Linked DNA regions of Triticum aestivum: region 1 is linked to region 2. Evidence: chromatin contacts called from public Hi-C data. All regions are on one chromosome and are shown on one strand. The core of a region is the stretch at or near the end of the contact, and the rest is flanking DNA. Distances in the headings are between cores, read along the strand shown. Region 1 holds the start of LOC123182627 (auxin response factor 14). Region 2 holds the start of LOC123172856 (cytochrome P450 71A1).

What was found. Hi-C and Micro-C count contacts between places; a contact is called where the count stands out from the background.
Region 1: a contact with region 2 is called in a Hi-C map of leaf, with 5 times the contacts expected there. The contact joins the promoter of LOC123182627 here to the promoter of LOC123172856 in region 2. A contact is called at or near these places in 2 of 5 Hi-C or Micro-C datasets (both in leaf) and 1 of 1 datasets of contacts at active chromatin or transcription factors (leaf).

Annotation. Positions count from the first base shown.
Region 1 is chr1D:429,532,249-429,538,233 of IWGSC CS RefSeq v2.1, forward strand. LOC123182627 (auxin response factor 14) reads left to right here and starts at 3,369. Exons shown (of 10, transcript XM_044595259.1): 1 at 3,369-4,084; 2 at 4,192-4,248; 3 at 4,868-5,053; 4 at 5,149-5,233; 5 at 5,878-5,968. The coding sequence starts at 3,842.
Region 2 is chr1D:429,371,346-429,376,747 of IWGSC CS RefSeq v2.1, forward strand. It overlaps LOC123172856 (cytochrome P450 71A1), which reads left to right and starts at 3,614. Exons shown (of 2, transcript XM_044589762.1): 1 at 3,614-4,511; 2 at 4,686-5,366. The coding sequence starts at 3,636. The coding sequence ends at 5,189.

The DNA.
Region 1 (5,985 bases), core at 2,119-4,618, 160 kb after region 2:
TATTCCAACAAGGAAAAGGAGGAGTCCTACTCCCGGTGGGAGTAGGACTCCCCCCTTGGCGCGCCCTCCTCCTGGTCGGCCGCCTCCCCCTTGCTCCTTTATATACGGGGGTAGGAGGGCACCTCTGGACACACAAGTTGATCTATTGATCTATTCCAGCCATGTGCGGTGCCCCCCTCCACCATATTCCACCTCGGTCATATCGTAGCGGTGCTTAGGCGAAGCCCTGTGTCGGTAGCAACATCATCACCGTCATCACGCCGTCGTGCTGACGGAACTCTCCCGTGAAGCTCTGCTGGATCGGAGTTCACGGGACGTCATCGAGCTAAACGTGTGCTGAACTCAGAGGTGCCGTACGTTCGGTACTTGGATCAGTCGGATCGTGAAGACGTACGACTACATCAACCGCGTTGTGCTAACGCTTCCGCTTTCGGTCTACGAGGGTACGTGGACAACACTCTCCCCTCTCGTTGATATGCATCACCATGATCCTGCGTGTGCGTAGAATTTTTTTGAAATTACTACGTTCCCCAACAATTCAGACACCGGAAGTGTTTCGGGATGCACCGGGTACTTATCGGGTCCCCGGAAGGGGTTCCGGACACCCCCGGCAAAGATATGGGCCTTATGGGCCAAGAGGGGAAACACACCAGCCACAAAGGGGCTGGTGCGCCCCCCATATGGGCTGGCCAAATTGGAGAAGGAAAGAAAAAAGGGAATAGGATTCCCCCGTCCCCCTCTTCCCTTCCTACTCTGAATAGGAATAGGAAAGGGGGAGGCTGAATTGGGAGGACCCCAAGTAGGATTCCTCCTACTTGGGGCACCCCCTTGGCTGCCTGTCCTCCCCTCCAACCTTTATATACGTGAGGAAGGGGCGCCTAGAACACACACCAACCATTGTTAGTCGTGTGCGGCACCCCCATCCATAGTTTACGCTTCTGGTCATATTCACGTAATGCTTAGACGAAGCCGTGCGCTGATTACTTCACCATCACCGTCACCACGCCGTCGTGCTGACGGAACTCTCCCTCGACACTTTGCTGGATCAAGAGTTCGAGGGACGTCATCGAGCTGAACGTGTGCAGAACTCGGAGGTGCCGTACGTTTGGTGCTTGATCAGTTGGAACGAGAAGAAGTTCGACTACATCAACTGCGTTGTCGAACGCTTCCGCTTTCGGTCTACGAGGGTACGTGAACACACTCTCCCCCTCTCGTTGCTATGCATCTCCTAGATAGACCTTGCGTGAGCGTACGAAATTTTTGGAAATTGCATGCTACGTTCCCAAACATGGTCGCAGAGGATCCGAGCTTCCATCCGCCGCGAGCGTGGTAGTTGCGTGTCCTACGTGTGAAGAGGGACGCCCTGTTCACGGAGACAGACGCGGAGGTGGCCGAAGAAGGCCGCACTGCCACCGCGGTTTACGCCTTGCCGCCACGACGACGAGGCCGGCCTATCCATGTGTGGCGCTGTTGACACGGCGGATTCAAGGGAGGAAGACCACTCCTATTCTTCCTCTCCCGCTGCTGCACTTTCTAGAGATCACGATCGGTGAGTATGCCGGACACGTGAAAACAAGACATGGGACACGGACTCCGTCACGGTTTTTGTTCTGTTGAAATATTTATAATATGCAATGAATTTGATCCAGTTTAAATAAAAATGATCCGGTTTGCATGAAATTCGTCAGTTTTGTTTACATTTGGTTTGGAATGTGTGCGAGTATGATCGAATGGTCGGCTTCTGTATCGAATACAATGTCCGTTTTAAAACTTGTACAAGAGGGTCCGGTTCGTGGCACACACTGTTGTTGGCCGTAGATGCCCCGGTCGCCTCGCTTATCAAAACTCGGCCGAGACCACGAGGGCCACTCACCGCCACGGAGACGCCGGACCCTACCACTCTTCATGACCAGCGTCGCATCACCGGCCCGGCCAGCAGCGACTGCCACCAGTATCCAAGCACTGTCGCATTGACCGGTGAACAGCCGCGGCATCCGATGAGCCAGCAAAGCCTGGGGCTGGGCAGTCGTCCCTCGTCTTTCCGGCCGGGCACGTGAACCCCCAGAGCGGCCAGCGAGTCAGAGGCAGCGGCGTGCGTCAGAGTGTCAGAGCACAGCGCGCGAGTACGCGGTCGACACGCCCCCCGGGAAAGCCGAGCCCTCCCTCCCTCTCCCCGCTCCGCTCTGCTCCCCCCCGCGTCCTGTCACCCGACGCGCCAGCACGAGAAAGCAAGCGCCCACGCCTCACGCGCGCATGGGCACACAATGGCAGATGACACGCCGCATCGCCGCTCGGCCGCACGGCATGCAGCGGCGGCTTTCGGCGAGCGGGGGAGGGGAGGGTGGCACGAGCGACGGGTGGGGTGGAGACCGGCGGACGACCGCTCGGGCGCCCGGCTGAGCCGCTGGCCGCGCCGTGCTGCAGAGTTAAAGGCGGGAGGGACCCGTGGGACGTGACGGGCCCTATGTGGTGAGTGCTGACGCCTGCCCCGACTGCTGTGCACGTCGCCTCGTCGTTGATTGATTTCCCCTGCTTCGCGCGATCTTTTTCCACGGTCTGCCTGGACCGCTGGGGATAGAGAGAGAGAGAGATGAAAGGAGTGGGTGGGGGAGCGAGGAAAAAGTGGGCGGGGAATCTCGGGAGGCCGCGCTCGGCTGTATTCCCGGGCTCTCTTGTCGCGCCGCTTCATTATCTGGTCCGTCACGCCGCGCCACACGACCACGGGCTGCCGCCGGGGACCAGTGGCGGGTCCCCGCGTCATCAAGATCGGCCGTCGACGGACGGACCGCGGCAGCGGACCCGTTTGCTTGCTGTTGTGTTGCTGACTTGCCGTGCCGTTACATTCCGTGTGACGGTTTTTCCACGTAAAAAATGACTTTGGTCGTCTTGACTCTTGTGAAGGCATGTGTTTTCACACTTGTCGTTTAACCTACGTACTCCACTCCAATTTTTTTAGTTTGATCACACTTTTCCTTGAACTGAACTGATTGCTTTTCTCAGTAAAGAGAGAATGCATTCCTTTATTAGCGGCAGGAACGCCCTTTCGCCCTTTGCTCAGTTCCAATCGCGTTGCGACGACCGGCCCTTTAAAAAATTACCACGTACTAGGAGTACGTCCCACGCTCAAAGCAGCGCACCCATGCACATTTGCGGCAGCACGTGACAGCGACACTGCCGGGCCTCTCCCCACACCCTGAGAAAAGCCACGCACAGCGCAGGCGCAAATAGACAAGCAGCGCACCCCCACGAAAGCAACCTTTGCCGCATCTCATTTCCTCCTAGCTTTGCTTTCTTTGCCCCGACGCCCGCCCCGAGGCCAGTCTCTCTCTTGCTGTTCGGGAACAGTGGAACGGCAGCCACCACCCGACCGGACCCGGCCGAGACCATCCAAGCGCGGAACCCGACGCGGGGCAACCAAACAAAGACCGCCGGAAAAAGCCAGCGGGCGAGCCAAGCCCGGGCGCCTTTCGAGGCCCCCATCGCCATAAAGGCGCCGCGGCGCGGCACGGCACAGGCCTGGCGCTACAGTGAGCGAGCGAGCAGGGCGGAACAGCGACCGCCGCAGCCAGCCGGGGGAGACCACGGTGGGGGCGGGGGCCAGTTGGCCTACTCCCTGCCTTAGTAGTACTCCTAGATGGGACGGGCGGAGCGACATGGCTAGAGCGCGACGCGTTCGCCTTCGCGGGGTGCGCATTCATTGTTTGCTTCTGCCGCTGCCGCTGCCGCCGCTAGCACCATAAACTCGCTCCTCTGCGCCGCCATCCACTGCGCTGCGACAGCATTAACGCGGCGGAGGTTGGTCTAGCTAGCTAGCTCTGGGGGGAGAGCGACGGACCGACCGATGGGGATCGACCTGAACAGCGTGGAGGAGGACGGGGAGGCGGCGGCTGTCGGCGTGTGCGGGGAGCTGTGGCACGCGTGCGCTGGGCCCGGGGTGGCGCTGCCCAGGCGCGGGAGCGCCGTCGTGTACCTGCCGCAGGCGCACCTCGCGGCGGGCGGCGGGGAGGCCCCGGCCCCGGCGCCGGCCGGGGCGCCGCGCGTGCCGCCCCACGTGGCGTGCCGCGTCGTCGGCGTCGAGCTTTGCGTGAGTCCCCTTGCCATCCTCGCGCCCGGCCGTTCCGCTTCTTCTTCTTCTTCTGAAACGAGGTCTCCTGATCGATCGATGGCGTGATTTTCGTGGCGCGCTTGCAGGCGGATGCGGCGACGGACGAGGTGTACGCGCGCCTCGCGCTGCTGGCGGACGCCGAGGTCAGTGCTCCTGTCCTGCTTCAGTATCTTGCTGCCAGTCGCTCCCATTTCCATTTGGGGATCTGGGCTGTTCTACGTCAGTCGCTTCCTCCCCCGTTCCATATGCATTTGGTTCGTCGGAGCGCAGAGAGTTGGCATCAGCAATATGGCTTCGGACAGTCAAATGTTGGAGCCTGAAAGATGAACATTATATCTCATGCATCGTTGTTTTCGGCAGTGAAATGTTGGAGCCTGAAACATGAACATCACCTCCCAGGCTCCCATGCATCCTTGTTTCTTTACAGCTGTGTGCGTGTTTGGTGTTTTAAGCGTTCCAGCTCACTCTGGCATCAGTTGCTACTGTATTAAATCGTTGCTGAATTCCTCTTCCTCTTTTGTTTCTGGATGTGAGTCTTTTATTATGACCTTGGAGAAGGTACACTTGTTTTCCTCCAAAAGAAATCATAGTACATGAGAGCATGAATACACCGGTCCTGCCATAACCGTAAGCTTGATTACAGATGCCACATAGTTATTACAGTACGATTTTGCTTGCAATGGAGCAGTATCCTTGCGAACTTGCAAATAAGGTAAAATGCCATTCATTGCTCTGTGTAAGTGTTCCCCTTCTGTGCTTCAGATGTTCAGACAAAACGTCCGTGAGTCTGCATCCGAAGAGGGGGAGGACGAGATGGCCGGTGGTGACGGAGAGAAGAAGCCCCGTATGCCTCACATGTTCTGCAAGACCCTCACTGCCTCCGATACGAGCACGCATGGAGGTTTCTCTGTTCCTCGCCGGGCAGCCGAGGACTGTTTCGCACCTTTGGTGAGGCGCTTGGAAAAAATAATTCCAAACCTGCACATTGATATAGTCACTTTTGTTGCTGATCTCACCACTTCAATCTCTGCAATTCTTTGTAGGACTACAAGCAGGTCAGGCCTTCTCAAGAGCTCGTTGCCAAGGACTTGCATGGCACACAGTGGAGGTTTCGCCATATTTATAGAGGTGCGTAACATGTCATGTTTACTTGGAGATTTTGTTGTTGCTGTTGCGATATCCATATACCTTCATGCTTTGTGTGGAAAGTAAAAAAAAAAACTGATATGCTTGCTGCATGTGCTTGGTAAAGGCCGAATTTAGGGTATCAAATCTGGTTATGAAATCGGTTAGCTTGATCGCTGTGGTTGTATTTGGAATTCAAGTCATTAGATGAGTAAGGTGGGCAATTCAATTTTATAAAAGGGGTGTCATCAAGTTTCTGTTAGTACTTTGTAGTATGAAGATGGTAATTTGTCTCCCCTTTCTTGATTGCTGACTTAAATTATGAAAGTGAACTTATGTCCGACCTAAATTAAGTTTCTGTTAGTACGCTCTTGTTGTCATTTCTCATGATAGGTGAGAGGTGAGCTAGCTTTGGTTTTATTTTATCAGAGATCCTAGTGTGATTAGATTTCTAGTCGCGTTTGGTGAGTTTGTGCTTGTTTTGACCTACTTAATACCCCTGAAGTTCTTGGGCAATGGTTTAAGTGTTAAACGTCATCTTCAGTAACTTACTACCCATTTTACTAGCATTATTCAATATGTTTATTTCACCTTCTCTCACTTGGTTCGCAATTGTGATGCGCGGTAAATACTTTCTGGAATTCCAGGTCAACCTCGTAGGCATCTTCTAACAACAGGCTGGAGTTCGTTTGTCAACAAGAAAAAACTTGTCTCCGGGGATGCAGTCTTATTTCTTCGGTAAGCATCTGGCAATT
Region 2 (5,402 bases), core at 2,364-4,863:
GAAATGATTAATTAAAATATAAAAGAAAACAAGAAAAAGGTGAAAAAATGAAGAAGAAAAACAATGCGATGAGGATCACATGAAAAAAAACACAATAAATCTTTAAACCCCTTATTTTGAAAATACCATCTCAAATGATATGAACAAATACAAAGTAAAAAAAAGTGCATGAAGAAAAAAAATATACAAAATGGAAATAAGGTTGCATATATGCATACATACATGCGGAATAAACAAGATCATCACGTATTTAAAATAAAAAATTGCAAAAAAATAAACCATTAAAAAGTTTATCTATTTTTGTAAACATTGCAGATTTAAAAAAAATCCAGACACTGGAATACATATTCATCAAACGTTGCCAAACAAAGAAAAATCCAGAAAAGTATGAAAGAAGCAAAAGACTTTCATGCAAAAATAGCAAAAATATTTTAAAAAATTAAAATGAGGACACAAAAATCAATGGAAAGCACACACGTGCTCCTAGCCGTTTATCCAACATTCACTGGAGAACACGAAAAGAAACCCAAGAAAAAACAAAAAAGCCCACAAGTGGTACAAAGGCCCACATCGGTGCAAGAAAAACCCCTTTCTATTAATCTTTCCCTAATATAATAAAGCAGCTACGGTTTCTGGTCGTACGTCATCGGCGTTTTTTGCAGAAAAGCCCCTGCGTTTTCTAGAATTCAACCCGCACTCCTATTTGAAGTTGGAATCCGAGAGAACACTTCCTTTTTGCAAAAACACCCCTGCAAATAAAAGGAAGGGGAGTCGCAGGAGGAGCTCGCCGGCGGCAACGCTTGCCCGGCCGCGGGGATGCTCAGCCGATGCGGGGGTGGCCAGAGGAGAAGGGGCGCAAGAGGGAGAGAGATGGAAGGAAGGGAAGGGCCAACGGGCGGGGCGAGCTGGTGCCCTGCCGGTAGCAGCTGCGCGCGTGTGTGTCGCGTGGCATGGAAGGAAGGGATGGAAGGGCCGGTCGCAGGAGCAGGGGCGGGACGCCGCCGTCGGTTTGTCTGTGGCACACCGCTCCAGACATTGGTGGCTGCCGCCGCGGGGGATTGGGCACCCGCACACGCACGTCGTGGGGCAGACGACGAAGGTTGCAGGGGAGCAGACGAGAGCGCGCTCGTGAAGGTCGAAGTCGGCGAAGTTGACGCCCGTGCCGCGGGGGAGGCGGATCTTGGCTGGGAAAGGGAGGGAGAGGAGCGGCGGTTGCACCTGGTGCGGCGGCGAGGGGTAGTACACACGAGGTCGGAGGCGCGGGAGCAGGGGAGGTCGCTCCCCTGGTGGCGCACGACCGGGTTCGCGGTGGCGCCGGGAAGGAGGTCGTGGTGCCGGCGAAGGAAGAAGCTGGATCAGGGAGGAGGCCGCCGTGCCGGCGGGGAAGAAGCAAGGCGGGAGAGGAGGCCACCGTGCCAGCGAGGAAGAAGCCTGGCGGGAGAGGAGGCCGCGGTGCCGACGGGGGAAGAAGCCGGGAGGGGGAGGAGGCCGCGGTGCCAGCGGGGGGTGGGGCGGCGCGGCTCCCCGGCAGGGCAGAAGGTGGATCGGGGGGAGGTGCGCCGGGGGAGGAGGGAGGTGGGGGCTGGTGGGAGGAATCGTGGCAGGTGCGAGATGGAGGTGGGGTGCGTGTGGTGCAGTGGTGTTTTTTCTACAATTTTAATAGACGTTTTACACGGCACTGCATCCTTATTTTTGCACAGTGGCAGCGCATGTAAACCACGCGTCGTAAAGCGCATGCATTGTTCAAAATAAATGCTCATTCCTGCCATTATCAATACCCCTTTATGTTCTTTTTTTTCCATTGCAAGATAAATGAAGATGGGCAGGATTATTGCTCGATGTGCCAGTTCAAAATATCTTAGCCCTAACACGGATTCTAATTGATTAAAAGCAAGATTTGTCCCGAATAGAACGCCATCATCTCGCATGTCTTTGAATATCAATGAGTTCAGGTCTTTGGAGAGACAAAATTACACCATACAGAAATCTATGTGCCACGATGTTTAGAATAGCAAGTTTTCTAATCAACGAATGACGGCAAGCTAAACATGCATCCTGAAACCACACGAAAGCTAATATAGAATCTCATTCTGCAAAGCTACCTATGGCCGATTGCTGCAAGTATTCTTCCTGTGGCCAATCAAACCGCACTGCAAGTACGGGAGTTCTCGCGTGCTCCGCAACCCTATACGAAAAATATTCGTTAAAAATTCCCAGAAAATAAAAAAAATCCAAAATTTCGGAATGTAACATGGTTTCCTAATCTACTTCTGTGTGAAATTTCATGAAAAAATACCAAAAAACGTATCAGTGGCGAAGGAATTACTGCCCGGAAAAAATGTACCCAAATAGTGTTTTGCTATAACATAGGAAAAATTTGTCTTTTTTGCCACGAATACGTTTCCTGGTATTTTTTCATCAAATTTCAGACGGGAGTACATCGGAAACCCACGTATGATATCCCAAAATCCCAGATTCTTTTTTTAAATTTCTCAGTATTTTTTTTCTGGTATTGTACGTATAGGGGTGCGGAGCACCCGAGAGCTCTAAATCCTCGTCCTGCCTTTGGGGCATCACATCTCCGTGACGAATACTATTTTTATAGTTGTTGGGCCGGTTCGGCCGGTTAGGCCTTGGACCGGCTGGCACTATTATTGCTGCTGCTGCTACGTTCACTGGGCCGGCCCACTGAGCATTGCTGAACAGATTCTCAATTTTCAAAAAAGAAAAAGGAAGAGAAAAGAAAAATATCCCCTCAAATATATTCTGATTGAGCTGAAAATTCCAAATAATATGACTTTGACTAAAATTTTATAAATCATAAAATCTTTGTGGATTCAAAATATTCATAAAACATTTGCATATTCAGAAAGTTTGGGAAATAAGAAAGTGTTCATGAGTTTTTAAAAAAGTTTGTGTGTTAAAAAATGTGAAGGTAATTGAACAAAATGTTCGCCAAAATGTTATCAGTGAAGCAGCAAAATGTTGTCATGGTCTTTGAAGATTAAGATTTTTTTCTCCCGTTGTAACGCACGGATCCTTTTGCTAGTATTAATGAAATTTGGTGAAAAGTGTTAATAGTAATGAAAATCAGAGAGATCGCCCTTTTCTCAAAAAGAGAAAAATACCACAGCTTCGCACCTGCCGCCTCTTCCCTGGCCTGGGTCGGCATCTTGCATGATTGCATCGGGATTCGGGACAACGATGTTTTTCTTTTTCTTTTGCCGGTATCGGGACAACGATGTTGCTGTTCTGTCCATGCATTCATGCATGCTGGGCGCGTCGAAAGCAGATATTTCCGATATGATCTCCGTCCCGCCGTGCAACAACCATCGCTCAATGCCTGAATCGTACCACCACCACATGAATTATATCCACTCCGTTGTCCTCCAGCCGGCCTCGTCGTTCCATGCGCAGCTCTGCCACATGGCTTCCAGTCCTTCGTATCGCCGCCGTACGTGTCCGGTCGTCCAGACATGCATGGTCACCCCGCCGCAGATTCTTCAGCGGTGCGTATCCATCAGGCGAAATTTGTCTTGTGTGGATCCTGCGGATCAACTTAAGTTCACCGCTAGCTATCTGGTCGTTGCACACACATGTAGCGTCCGTTCGCTCTGCCAGGCTAGCTAGCCCTCATGGCATCTCTTCAGCTCGACTCTACACTACTCCTCTGCCTCCTCTTCGTGGTATCTTGCTTCACCATCGTCGCGAGAGGCTTCCGATATGGCCGCCGGAGTGCGCAGCCACCTTCGCCACCTGGGCTGCCTATCATCGGCAACCTGCTCCAGTTCGGGCGGGGCCGCCATCACCGGACGCTGGAGGCCCTAGCTCGGCGCCACGGCCCGCTCATCCTCCTCCGCATCGGCGCCGTGCGGGCCGTCGTGGTTTCCTCGGCCCCGCTCGCCGACGCGGTGCTCAGGACCCAGGACCACGTCTTCTGCAGCCGCCCGCAGCAGTACATGACCCGCGGCACGTTCTACGGCTGCCGGGACGTCGCCTTCAGCGCCTACAGCGAGCGCTGGCGCCAACTACGCCGCATCGCCGTGGTGCACCTCCTCAGCGTGAAGCGGGTCGACTCCTTCCGCGCCCTCCGGGAGGAGGAGGCCGCGCGCTTCGTGGGACGGGTCCGGGCGGCCAGTGGCGCCCAGGAGGACGGCGGCAAACGCCCGGGGGTCAACGTCACCGAGCTCATCATCACCCTAACCTACTCCGTGATCTCGCGGGCGGCTTTCGGGCACAAGCTTGGCGGCGTCGAGCCGGCCAAGGTCCTCTTCATCCTCGCGTCGAGCCCCGTTGCCCAGTCCACTAGCCACCCTAATCTCGGGAACACGTCGCTCACGGCGACGGCGGCCAAGCTCGACATTATTATGGAGAGGACCATCACGGAGCACGAGGAGGACCCAGGAAACGACGGCGAGGCTCGGGACCTCCTGGACGACTTGCTCTCGATCGCTAAGGATGGCGACCAGGGGTTTAAGCTGGACCGGATTGATGTGAAGGGACTTATCTTGGTAAGTGAAATTAATTTGTTTTGTTCGAGAAACGCTAAGTATTAATCTGAGAACAAGAATTGGTTGCCGGTTTTGTAGATCAGCAGTATATGTGGCACCAGCTGCCACTAGGAGTAGGAGCAGCCAGAGTACATGCTTATTAGCTTATATCTTGGCATTGTATTGCATCTGCAGGACATGTTCATAGGTGGCACCGACACGACCTACAAGACGATAGAATGGACCATGGCGGAGCTCATCAAGAATCCAAGAGAAATGGCAAAGGTGCAATCAGAGGTGAGACAGGTTGCAGCAGGCGCGCATGGAGGAGTCCTCGAGGAGGAGCTGGGGAAGATGAACCTCCTGCAGGCGGCCATGAAAGAGACATTGCGGCTATACCCAGCAGTGCCGCTCCTCCTCCCACGCGAGTCGATTCAAGATGCACAGCTGCACGGTTATGCCATCCCGGCCAAAACCAATGTCATGGTTAACACGTGGGCCATCGGGAGGGATAACGAGTCGTGGGAGAACGCCGAGGAGTTCCGGCCAGAAAGGTTCCTGGGCGGAACCATTGACTACAATGGCAAGGATCCCCGGTTCCTACCGTTCGGTGCAGGGAGGAGGGGTTGCCCCGGTATGGCCTTTGGGACGCGCCTCGTGGAGCTCACGTTAGCTAACATGATGTACCATTTCGACTAAGAGTTACCGGGTGGCCAGGATCCAGACTCATTTGAGGTTGTTGAGGCTAGCGGGGTGTCGACAGGCCTTAAGTCTGCCATGATCTTTGGCGTAAAACCTCTTTAAGCATACATGGACTATGTTAGAGTAAGTGCTAATTAGTTCCCCAATAGCAATTAAATAAAGGACAAAATTAATCGGCAAACATCATGAATTTTGCTTGTGTCCGAACGC